Linked DNA regions of Zea mays: region 2 is linked to region 1. The links are chromatin contacts, called in public Hi-C maps. All regions are on one chromosome and are shown on one strand. The core of a region is the stretch at or near the end of the contact, and the rest is flanking DNA. Distances in the headings are between cores, read along the strand shown. Region 1 holds the start of LOC100285710 (acyl-CoA binding protein). Region 2 holds the start of LOC100277004.

Region 1 (6,476 bases), core at 3,077-5,576:
CACACAAGAAAGACGCACATATCCCAGTTCAGTAAATCTCTATACAAATAAAAAAAAGGAATTACATTCACATCTTACCCCTGTCTAAAATAATGCATTCATTATAGTACACATCATATCTACTTAGCCAACCACCAGTTCCATGTCCTCCAAACAGCAAGAGCTGACAAAAAAGATATATACATCTTCAGTTAACTGACCATGCAATCAAGACCTTTGCATGAAAAAAACTCAACAGAATCTAACTTCTGAATATATAAACTCGAGATCTGAAGCATGAACAATTTGAGGTTGCAAAGACTCCCAGTAAAGAATAAATAAAGACATTTTTTTAAATAAAAGATTACATCATTTCATTTATGCAGTTAATGACAAAGAAACTCTGATAAAGCTGTGCCTGAAATTTACTTTGATCACCAACCTAAGTTAATAGTTGATGCATTGTACATATTGACACTTCAGATCTTAAAACTAAAGACAAAACTCTACGTCTGGCAAGAAAGGGGCTGCCTCACCCTCATCTCTGTCCGTTGTGTGATCAGGAGGAAGAGACCCTAAACCATCTGTTAGTTTCCTGCGCCTTCTCACGTGACGTTTGGTTTCAGATTCTGAAAATTGTCCGTTTGCAGCACCTTGCTCCTAACCATGCGACCTCTTCCTTTGAAGTTTGGTGGGAAGGAGTTGTCGCGGTCCCGGGTGATCCAACGTATAAGGGGCTGTCAAAGGGCGTCAATTCTTTGATCATTCTTGGGGCTTGGGCCATTTGGAATCACCGCAACCGTTGTGTCTTCAATGGAGAGCAGCCTTGTTCTAGCATGGTCATCAAGTGGGTCAAGGAGGAGTCTCACAACTGGTGTAGGGCTGGAGCCAGTGGATTAGATAGCATCCTTTCCGCTCCAGCGCACTAATCGGCGACCTTCTGTTGTGGGTTTTTCATGGTCATGAGTGCAGTTGGTCATAATATCATTGTACTTCTAGCTATCCTAGAGTGTGTGTGGGTGTGTGGGTTTGTTTGGCTTTGTATGAGGTTTTCTATCCTCACCTTTTTTTTCCCTCTTAATATAATGATACGCAGCTCTCCTGCGTTTTCGAAAAAAAAAAGACAAAACTCTACAACAACAACAACAACATGGAGATGAAACCCAAAGACATAACTCTACAGAATATAAATATTTTTAGAGTAATGGCCGAAGGCATACCCAGGAGTCTATCTGTTAATCTATTAATCATAGCACGAAATAGACCCCTGGCCTCATTGGAAAGAGAGTTGGGACTAAACAAAGTGCCTACTGATGTATATTGTAGATCAGAATGCATAAAGGAGTTCTAAATATGCATCAATTAGTGCATATGATCTGTACAATATAGCAATGATAAGTAGTTAATATCTAGTACGGACATCCATCGGGGCCCAAGTTCCAACTTCCAAGTACTATGTTATATGAGATACCAGCTACAGAATACTTCATACTAGTGCACTGAGAGACAGAAAAAAAACGCCAAGTGTAAGCAAGGCGGGATCAAATTACATACATAAGGTCCACCAGATGTTACTGAATGACCGCATCGTGGTGAGGGAGATTGCCCTGGAAGTTTCAACTGTGTCCAACCTGGCGCCTCATTGTCTTCCAAAGTAGACAAAATTAGGTTCTAACTAACTTCTTACACCAATCGGCAAGTGCAATTCCATAATCCATACTAAAATACAAATGAATGCTGAGCTACATAGTTAAAACAGGATAAAGTTGGCAATGATACTTTTTAACTAGTATTAAATATATCAAATGGAGTGGGTGATTTTAGCTGTACTCATACTGATGAGCCATCGTCAACTACATGACTTCCAATAAAGCATGAGCAATCAAACAGGACAAGGAACATAACAGGGTATGCACCTTGGATTTAGTTCTAAATACTACAATAATAATAAAATATTGCACCACATTTGATCATGATCCACAATCATTCAAACAGGCTATTTCCAGGTGCAGTGTTAGTTCGGCTGGTGCCATCATCAACTGACCAAGCATAACAGGGTATGTGACATAGGATGCTTCTTTCTTTTAACTCAAACAGATTTCATACGAATAAATAGGAGATACCTTCTTCAGTAATACCCTTTAAAGCCCATAAATCACCCATTATTGGTCCTGCTCCACCTGTGTCAAAGAAGATATGAAGAAATTAGAAATACGGGTGTTGATGGCCAAAAGATTACGAATTAACTGACTAATCATTAGAAAGTAGAAACCACCACCACACAATCACGCTACAAATTCTCATAAGGAAAACAGCTTGGTTTCCGCAAGACAATCCACATGAAAATCATTAGTTAGTGCTTTTAGATTTAAAAAAAAATGGTCAGCAGATTTACTTTCACAAAACGAATCGTAAAACAGAATCTTTGAGGAACCCACAAAAAAATCAAGAAATAACAATCACCTCTGCCTCCAAATATAAGGAGTCTCTTCTCAATCATGGTTGCCGAATGCCCACATCTTGGAGGTGGCACAGATCCAGTAACAGCTAATTCTGTCCACTCCAGTGACACTACAATAGATTATGCAAGAAATCAGCTCTCTACATTTTCCTTGCCATCTTTAGGGTTAGTTTGGCAACTCCATTTTCCCAAGGGATTCCTATTTTCCCAAGGAAAAATGAACTAATTTGTCTTGGTAAAATGAAAATCCCTTGGGAAAATGGGGTTGCCAAACTAGCCCTTAAGAGAAAAAACTCAATAACTGGATAAAGAAGTAGTTTGCCTACTTGTGTCCATGATGTATACATCTGAAAGCCATTTTTTGCCATCCCATCCACCATACCTGAATAAAGATAGAGCGTTCTTCAAAAGTAATAGTACAAAAAGTATCACAGGGATGTGCATATCAAATAATGCTTACATAACAATCTTTCTGTTTCCTATGGCTGAAGCAGCAGCAAACTCTCGTGGTGACGGTAAATCACCAAAGCCAGTCATCTCCGACCATTGCCATAAGTCTGAATGTACAGAAGTATCATGAATGTAGCAGCAACCCCTAGAACAAGTGCAAACAGAACCAGAGAAGGGGGCTTTGAAAATTTGATGATGAAACATAGACGCTTACCAGTGTCTAGCATCCAGAAATCACCTAAACTGTGAGATAAACACCATATTGTTAGTAACATATAGGAAACTGTTTATGTAAGCTACCAAGTTCTGCTGGATAAGCTAGTGGACTGCATACCGCTTGCCCCCAGATCGGCCACCAAAGATGAACATGTTGCAGTCAATGACAACAGCTATGTGAAAAGCCCTTGGGCTTGGGCCGGCCTGCCCATCCGACCCATTACCAGTGCACTCAGGTGTGTACCATAGCTTATTCTCTGCAACATAAGTTGCATCCAGAAGTTTGTAAGGCCAAGCTCTTTCTTCCTTCCAATGCATATGCTCCATCAGCCCATCCATAACAATCTCAAGCATGTAAATGCAATCTACGTCCCTCAATCTAATAACCCTTAAGATGAGTTGCAGCGTGTGCACAAATTGCTCGAAGACGTGGGCAGGCAAATTGGCACGACAAGCGAACAGTCGGAGAATTGGAGAGGAATTATATTACCGACGTCGTAGACGGAAACATCAGCGAGGAAGCGCTTGTCGGCGAATCCTCCGAAGACGACCACCTTGGACTTGCCAATGATAACCGCAGTGTGCCCGCTGCACGAAATCGCAAAATCGTGAGGTTGTTACTTTGTTAGAGGGGTAGGGTGAGACTCCAGTCCAGGACGGGATCGAGGCGGCGCCGGCGGCGAGGAGGAGGAGGAGCTGGATGGATACCTGCGGGGGGCGGGACGGTCGCCCCCGAAGTCGGAGGAGTCGGCCCTCACCCAGTGCATCTGCTTCGGTTGCAGCTGCTGCATCCTTTCCCTCGTCTCCTTGTCCTCGCTCCAGCTCCCCAGTCTACGCGCCTCTCTTCGTGAAGGAAGTGGACACGGCTGCGACCGGGAGGATGAGCCCTGTACCGGCGGCTGGATGGCGGCCGGGGGCGGCGAGCGGTGGACGGCGGGGAGTCTGGCAGGTGGGGGAGAGGGGATCGGACGAAGCAGAGAAGTCAGAGCAGGAGGATGGAAACAGTAGCGCCCCACGGTCGGCCCAAACGAAACGACCACGACCGGGAGACACACGCGCGACTCTATTACCACGTCACTGGGCCCCTACATAGGCCCACCTGTCAATGGCACGTGGCGGCTCCCGTCAGCAGCTGCCTTCCGTGTCTCCCTTCCATTCTACGGCCACCTCGGCAGGGAGCGTTAAAAGCGTCGCCCGCGAAGAACGTGGGCCAGCGTCGGCTCGCCGTCTCCCTCCCTCCTTCCAGATCTCGGCGCGAGTTCACCCTTCAGATTTCCATTTCCAACACGACGGCGAAGAAGAGCTGCGATCCGGAGGAGTAAACCCTACCCGCCGGTTGCCCGGTGCGCGGGCGAGATCCGGGCGGAGATCTAGGGCGCGGCGCCGGCCATGGCGAGCTCCGGACTCGCTTACCCCGACCGCTTCTACGCTGCCGCGGCTTACGCTGGGTTCGGAGCCGGCGGGGCCACCTCCTCCGCAGCTATCTCCCGCTTCCAGAACGACGTCGCCCTCCTCCTCTACGGCCTGCACCAGCAGGTGACGCGTCGGCCAGTGTCAGTGTGCTTTTGCTGATTTTGTCGATTGATTCGGGCCTGGGGGTGAAATTGCGTGGATCTTGCGTGAGATAGCCTGAGTTTGTGGTGTTTGTTGGGATTAAATTGTGTCGTAAGTTTGCTCTTCGTCCCTCGGGAGAGATTTCGTTTGGTTAACGATCGCCAATTCGGTTGGTGATTTTTGGTCTCTTTTTGATGCAGGCCACGGTTGGGCCATGCAATGTGCCCAAGCCAAGGGCGTGGAACCCCGTGGAGCAGAGCAAATGGACTAGGTTAGTACCAGTGGAAACTGCGCTCAAACTTCACGTTGCCACAGTCACAGTACAATCCAACTTCTGTGCAGTTTCTTCTCTACCAATGGTGAAAAAGTGAAACCTCAGTGGTTTTCGTAAAACTTGAATTGTGTGTCTACACGTTAGCAGGGAGTTGAGTAGTTCATTCTCATGTACTGTCGGCTTATTTTATTGTTAGCCCAAATTTGAAATGTGATTTCGTCCCCAGCCAAAAGATAGAAAATGTTATGCCGATGCTACAATGACCACAATACTCATGTAATTTAGATTATGGACTCAGGCTGGAGAGCTGCCAGTGGGAAATACCCAGAAAATACCACACATTGAAGTGCGTGTTCTGAAAGTGATACTTATCGATTATATCATTTTGTCTTTTTAGCTGGCATGGGCTTGGAAGCATGCCTTCAGCGGAGGCGATGCGTCTTTTTGTCAAAATCCTAGAGGTATGAACGATTATGTGATATTGTTCATTGTGTGCGATAACAATAAAGACTTTTAGTCCTAAGGAAGTCGTGACTGTGCAAATGGATTTGATAGATGTATTATTCTGGCAGGAAGAAGATCCTGGATGGTACTCTAGGGTCCCTGAGTTCAACCCTGAGCCTGTTGTAGATATTCAGATGCATGTAAGTCACACTATTGTTCCTTTTTTTACCTAGACAAACCTAGAGAACTAGACACTATTGGTCCTATGATCTTATCATTTGGTGCACCATCCCAATGTCTAGTTCTCTAGTTTTTTTCCTTAGCAGGTTTATCAAATTATCCATCTGTGTTTCTTTTTGCTATATTAGAAACCAAAAGACGAGCCACAAAGTGTACCGGCTTCAACAAATGGAACATCAATTTCAGAACCAAAAATCATTTCTGAAAATGGAAGTTCTGTGGAGACTCAGGACAAAGATGTTATTCTGGAAGGCCTTAGTACTGTTATTTCTCATGATGAGTGGACTCCATTATCTGTCAGTGGTCTCCGTCCGAAGCCTCGTTATGAGGTGCACCAGATACTTCATTCCTTTTCTATTGTTTTTCTCTATTTACTTTTGTAGCACTAATGAGAATTTTGATTTCTGTAGCATGGAGCAACTGTGTTGCAAAATAAGATGTATATATTTGGTGGAAACCATAATGGACGTTACCTTAGTGACCTTCAGGTACGTGAAGTTGACTAAAACAATACCTAACACCATATGTATGCATCCTAAGTTGTTAGTGTTAGCTATGACTTGGAAGCATGTGACTCTGTAAGTATATGCTGTTCTATTGCTTTTGATCAAACCATCTTTAAACAGACTGCCTTGTTGCATACACTCTCTGGGTTAATTGTCCATTTGTATTCATGATCCTTAACCTTGATCTTTTGCCTGATATTGGTATGATGTCAAAGTGTATTTCTTGCCACAATTGATTCTTCAATGTGCAAAGAGATAACTGTTATTTCCCCAGGATAACTGCAAACAAATCTATATATTTTTTTGGAAATTTCCTGCACTCTAATTATCATGCTAATATGGTAGCATTTTC
Region 2 (6,222 bases), core at 2,777-5,276, 870 kb before region 1:
TGAAAGATCCAACGCCCACGATCCCCGCCGCCCGCTTCACATAGCCACGCCGCCTCCCCTGTCCCTTTCATTGGCCTTCCGCCTCCACTTGTACACGCCTCCGCCACCCGACAAACTACTCAATAACCCTAGCTAAACCCCCACGCCGCCGCGGCGACCTCCTCCGCCGGCGGGATGGACAGCCTCAGGGGAGTCAAGTTGCCGGGCGTGCCGAAGGGCGGGAGTGCGCTCGTGAAGGTGGCGCTGCTCGGCGGCGCGGGGCTCTACGCCGTCCTCAACAGCTTCTACAACGTCGAGGGCGGACACCGCGCCATCGTCTTCAACCGCCTCGAGGGGATCAAGGACAAGGTGAGGCCACCTCGGTCGCGACCGCGCAGTGGCGGCCCGATGTGTGTGAGTGTGGTTTCGAGTTTTTTGACTGGGTGGGTTCCCGATTCGCATTTCGTTCTCTGGCGCAGGTGTACCCCGAAGGAACTCACCTGATGATCCCGTGGATCGAAAGGCCGATCATCTACGACGTCCGCGCCCGACCCAACCTCGTCGAGAGCACGTCCGGAAGCCGCGACCTCCAGATGGTAAGTTTCCTTATCGAGTCTCCATTCCCTATCCACTCATTTTGCAGCGAATGTACTGCCCGATGTGCGTGCATGACTAGGCACTTACTCTGGGGACCAAAAGGATTGACTTCTGATGGCAATAGCTGAGATGATGTTGACTGCCGCTTGTAGTGATCTTTTATGGTTCTGAACTGATTGCTGTGATTCTGTCCCTACTCCCTGCTACTCCCTAGATGTATGCATAGATTTAATGGCTAATTTGGTGCTATCACTTAACCCTTGTTCTGCTGTAACTCATGGCAGAACAATGCAATGCCTTGTAGTGGTCTTTTATGGTTCTGATGAACTGATTGCTGTGATGCTGTCCCTTGATGTGTGCACAGATTTAATGGCTCATTTGGCAGTGTTACTTTGAATCTTTGTTCTGGTGCAACTCATATGAGCTCTTATGGGCTGCCTGCCATGAATGAACTCGTTTTTTGCTCATCACGGCAGTGTTAACGCACCCTTTTGTAGTTGCCATGGATCTAGTAATGATGTAGCCCATTGGCTGCCAGTAATTGAATTGTTCATTTCTGCTTGCATATTGATGTGCATTAATCTGTTCTGACTTCTGAGGGTGTCTTTGATTTTAAAGTGCAATTGTGAATCCAGTACAACGCGCTGTTTCTGTTCTTTACTTTACCATTTCAAAGCACATAATAGGTTGTGGAAGTTTCTTGAAGTTTACAAGTAAGTCCGGCCTAGGTTCATCATATTCATTGTCATTGTAGTTTATAATGGTTTGCTCATGTTTGATTGTATTTTGAGAGATACTGTTCATGTGGGTCTGTCTTCATATGTATGCACTCGATTTTTTTGTGTGTGCATTTCCACTTCTGCGAGTACATTAGCACCATCGTCCTTTTATGTATTTGATTTTTTAGTTGGTAACTTGGGCAGGTGAGAATTGGTCTTCGTGTCCTTACTCGACCCATGCCAGACCAGCTACCTAAAATCTACAGGAACCTGGGGGAGAACTTCAATGAGAGAGTTCTGCCTTCAATCATTCATGAAACACTCAAAGCTGTGGTTGCTCAATACAATGCCAGCCAGCTGATCACCCAGAGAGAGGTACCATTCATGCGTCTAGACACGATGTTCCCCATATAACAACTGTCTTGCTAGGATTGGATGAGATTAGGATATGTTAACAGTTCATTCATGCATTCGATTCCGATGCAGGCTGTGAGCAGGGAGATTAGGAAGATTCTGACTGAGAGGGCCAACAACTTCAATATTGCTCTGGATGATGTGTCCATCACAAGCCTCAGCTTTGGAAAAGAGTTTACTCATGCCATTGAAGCCAAGCAGGTTGCTGCACAAGAAGCTGAGCGTGCCAAGTTCATTGTTGAGAAGGCTGAGCAGGACAAGCGCAGTGCAGTTATCAGGGCACAGGTTAGTGGCCACCCTTTCTTGTGTAAGAGTGTTCTTTTGTCTGGCTGGAAACAAGTAAAACTTACAAGGAAAAAAAAGAAATGCCATGACTTTAATCGTGATGCAAACACATGCCTGTAGTTTCAGATTCTCATTCTGAAAGTGTATTGGTAGTGTTCTTGGTGTCTCTGTGTAGTTCAGTAGTTGTGTATATACTATTGCATCATTCCCCTTTTACCCTGATGACTCTGAATCACCGTCTGTCTGTGACTTGCATTTGAACAGGGTGAGGCTAAGAGCGCTGAGTTGATTGGCCAAGCCATTGCCAACAACCCCGCCTTCCTGGCTCTGAGACAGATTGAAGCTGCCAGGGAGATCTCCCACACCATGGCGGCCTCCAGCAACAAGGTGTTCCTTGATTCCAGGGACCTTTTGCTTGGTCTTCAGCAGCTGAACGTGGGGGGCAAGCAAAAGAAGTGAAGCGGTCGTCCCCAGGCCATCGCGGATGAGAGTAGTTTCAGGCGATGGTTTTATCTGTTACAGAATGCGCATGCGCGGGAATGAACAAAGTGGCACCATGTTGCAGTCTGTATGTACTGACAAGTTTGTCTATCGATCTTTGATTCTCTGCTCTTGTAAGTCGTGACTGATGAATCTGTTGTTGCAATTGCCTTCCTGGAGGCTTGCTCTGATGCGTGTAACAGCCATTCCATTGCTCGTAGTCGCAGACGTAATTCAGCGTGTGAGTTCAATCAGGACCCGTGTGACTGGTTGTGGCATGGTGGTAGCCTGGCCCGACTTGTCTAGTATGTGGAGCCAGATTTCATATATCCAGGCTAGGCTCATGCTCATATTTATGTTTGGTTGTTTGCGTTCAGGTCGGATAAAGATATGTGTTTGGCTGTATGCATCAATACCAAGATCAAATAAAGTAAATAAATAAATCTTCAAAATTAAATAATAAATATGGTATAGTTTTGTTCGTGAAAATGTTAGAAATATGATAAAAAATCTAACGCAATGGCTTTGTTGGAGTCCGTACACGGGACAAGAATTTATGGGGTCACAGAGACCACATGAGAGCCATGGCTTGCTGGTCTGCTAAGCCCGTCGAGAACAGATCACATCGTTGCGACGAGTGAGATCTAGCTTGTCGGTCGGATTAGCGTTACGATGACAACGGGATAAAGGACGAAGGCGTAGGAAAGAGGCAGAGTAGATACAAGGACTTGACTGAGAGAATCCGACATGGAGACTTGACAGGGTTGTTTTAGGCTTTGTTCCAAACCTCTATAACTGATTGTTAACTGTTTTTAGCTAGGTCGAGGCAGCTACAACTAATACTTATTTAAGGAGTATAGCTAACAACTAGTTGATCTATTCTAAACCTCTTAACTAATTTTATTCGGTAGGTATAGTTTTAGAGGTGTAAAACAAGACTTTGTACTATAAAAAACTTCGATTTTTTCTGCACTTAATACTAATTAATCACTAGGTATAAAAGGGTATACAAAATTGAGGGGTCATAGTCCCCTTTGCATCCCTGATATGGAGCCAACCAAACATACGGAATGTGTCGATGAATCTTGGGCTCACTAGCTTCAGAGCGATCTGCTATCCAGCTGAGGCCTGCTTGTCTACAATTATGAAAGGTATTATATATACATTATGGAAGCATGTCACACAAAGTCGATATGTCCGAGTGGTTAAGGAGACAGACTCGAAATCTGTTGGGCTTTGCCTGCGCAGGTTCGAATCCTGCTGTCGACGATTTTTTTTATTTTTTGTGTCCAGTGCAGGTTCGATCAATCGGAGAGTTTGTAAGTAGAGAGTACAAGAAGTCACGATAAGAAGAAGAAAAAAAGTAGATAGAAGAAAGTTTCGACATCAGTTTTTTTCAGTATTTCATAAGTAAATACACATTAGAACAGGCCTGATTGCCGGACATACAGGGCAGCCTTTTCCCCGGCCCGGCCCGGCCCGAAGTGGACACCAGTTGGCACCCGACCCAAAATGGGCACGGCATTTCGCACGAATCGTCCCCGTCCAGAGCGCGAGCAACCCACGCCGCCCCGCTGTCTCCGCCGGTCCGCCCCCGTCCCTCCCCTCCCCCGAATCGCGTCGTCCCGTCTCCTGCTGCCGCGGAACCCTCGCCATGGCGGAGGCGCCCGAGACCGCCGCCCCCACCCAGCCGCCTCCCGCGCCGGCGGCTTCGTCCCCGCCTCCCAAGTCGGGGATCCCGCCGCGGTACGACCTGGACGCCAAGTGGGACGCGTGCCTCGACCTCTCCATCCGCCGCGTCGCCTACTCCTCCCTCGGCGGCGCCTTTGCGGGCCTCCTCCTCTTCCGTAAGGATACTCCCCCCGTTGCGTGTTGTCTCGTGAGATCTGGTTGTGGCTTGCTTGCTCGGTGTCTTAGCTGGATTGCTTGTCCGGTGCGGTTGCTAGTCTTCGCTCCATTTTGACCAGCCTGCCCCGATGTAGATGAGGGTCAATTGATGCAATCACGTTGCGCATTATGCCTGTTATATGATTGCTTTAGGGTATCATAGAGTTCCTATACGTGCTGTCTCAATGATTAACATGGAGCGTTTTAGGTAGGTGACTTGAGTCATTTGCGTCAAGGGCGGTGATTTGCTCTATGTGTGCAAGTGAAGTTTTCTTAGGTTAGTTTTATTGGCTGGCATGGAGGGAGTATTGTACCATATATGTTGTACTCTGGGAAATTTTATACTCAACTTGGTGGATTGAACGGAGGATGTTGAAATGTTTGTCTCATCGCCTCAATGTTGCTTTCAGGTAGGGTTCTACCTGTTGAGAGTTTTAAATAGAAATATGATACATCGCTCTTTACCTAAAAAAGAGGCTGTGTTGTTCGATAGGTTCGTGATGCCTATGGCTACTAATGAAACTTGTGTTCTTAGGACGCTTCATACCTGCTGATCAGGTTACTGATATGTCTAGCAAATTTGGATATAGCAACCGTCCTGCAGATTGCAGTTTATCTCTTTCAGTGCCGAATCACATGTCCAGAGCTCTGCACTGCATATATTCTGTGGTTTTCGATTGCACAGGACATGGATATGTATAATTCAGACTGTTAGTGTTCACTCTATGTATTCTTTGTTTGAAGTGATATATATGGAAATGAGATAAATGACGAACTGCTTGGCCATGAGGGTGACAATTATGTTGCTCATGCCTACTTGTAAGCAGTACAAGGTCTGTGTTATGACTTCTTTTGGTGATTTACTTTGCTACTCACATTGAATTCTATAATTTTGTTTACACGACATGTTTGCCGCTAAAATTGCCAATCAACTATATTACTGTAGCATTACCATATAGATGTTTTATTCTGGGTGATCGATAAGAACCTCTGATTGTCAACTGGTTTCCGGTCTTCTGTTTATGGTATAATGTGCAACCCTTTTACTTACACTTGGAATGTTTATTTTTCCCAGAAGTTATGTTTTTGTTTTCTTTTTACTGTTTTTTTTGTGAATTGCACTTCTTTCTTCTGTGCAAATTCTGAAGTGAGCTTGTTTCATGTGTACTGTCCTTTATTTTCGTTTCAGAAGTGCTTTAGCTGTCTATTTTTGTGGTTATGCCTATCAAGCAGTAGTGTGCTATTCTAGTTCCACCAGACTTCCCAAAATAGTCTTGGACCTGCACATCTTAACTTTTTGAACCATTGACAGGCATGCATCGAATACTAATTTCAAGAGTTGAAACTTTTACCTGCTTAATACAGTGACTATTGAATTTATATGTATTTACATGCGGGTCTGTTATTTGTTTGTACAGGTAGCCCTACTACTCGCTGGGCATCAGTTGCCCTTGGAGCTGGTGTGGGGATAGGGGCTGCATACACTGAATGCTCATACTTATTCAATGGTGCTCCAAAGTGTTCACCCAAAGTCTCAACTATTACCTCTGCACACTCTGATGTAATTGCTCTCTCATTCTCTCTTAATCCTGTTTGAACTCTCTGCTGACTGGTTTAAACATCATTATTACATGACTAGTCTTCTATTAGATGGATGGATCCTTCTTTTTGCCTGATCAGTGTATCTTTGCTAGAGTTACTCCCTCTCTGATTATGAAAGTCTAAGCTATACTGACTTTGGCTATCCGTTAGATATATTCAAAAAAAGGGCAGACTCAGCGTCGGAGGCTCCCCCACATGAGTGGGGGGTTTGGGAAAGTGATAAGCCGAGGTAGCCCCCCCCCCCCCCCCCCCCCCCACC

The links. A called contact is a pair of places that touch in the nucleus more often than the background predicts.
Region 2: a Hi-C map of tassel shows a contact between it and region 1, with 2.0 times the contacts expected there. The contact joins the promoter of LOC100277004 here to the promoter of LOC100285710 in region 1. A contact is called at or near these places in 2 of 25 Hi-C or Micro-C datasets (ear and tassel).

The regions. Positions count from the first base shown.
Region 1 is chr1:302,955,019-302,961,494 of Zm-B73-REFERENCE-NAM-5.0, reverse strand. LOC100285710 (acyl-CoA binding protein) reads left to right here and starts at 4,326. Exons shown (of 18, transcript NM_001370724.1): 1 at 4,326-4,642; 2 at 4,861-4,931; 3 at 5,332-5,395; 4 at 5,507-5,578; 5 at 5,747-5,947; 6 at 6,029-6,106. The coding sequence starts at 4,496. It overlaps LOC100384139 (Galactose oxidase/kelch repeat superfamily protein), which reads right to left and starts at 4,069. Exons shown (of 17, transcript NM_001176719.1): 1 at 3,815-4,069; 2 at 3,597-3,694; 3 at 3,225-3,363; 4 at 3,105-3,133; 5 at 2,901-2,997; 6 at 2,767-2,822; 7 at 2,443-2,550; 8 at 2,103-2,159; 9 at 1,534-1,625; 10 at 79-163. The coding sequence starts at 3,897.
Region 2 is chr1:303,826,801-303,833,022 of Zm-B73-REFERENCE-NAM-5.0, reverse strand. LOC100277004 reads left to right here and starts at 4,026. Exons shown (of 2, transcript NM_001294251.1): 1 at 4,026-4,321; 2 at 5,780-6,222. The coding sequence starts at 4,129. The coding sequence ends at 5,958. LOC541818 (prohibitin 4) reads left to right here and starts at 67. Exons shown (of 5, transcript NM_001111499.2): 1 at 67-348; 2 at 459-575; 3 at 1,500-1,670; 4 at 1,782-1,994; 5 at 2,259-2,825. The coding sequence starts at 175. The coding sequence ends at 2,453. TRNAS-CGA (transfer RNA serine (anticodon CGA)) reads left to right here and starts at 3,662; the gene lies at 3,662-3,743.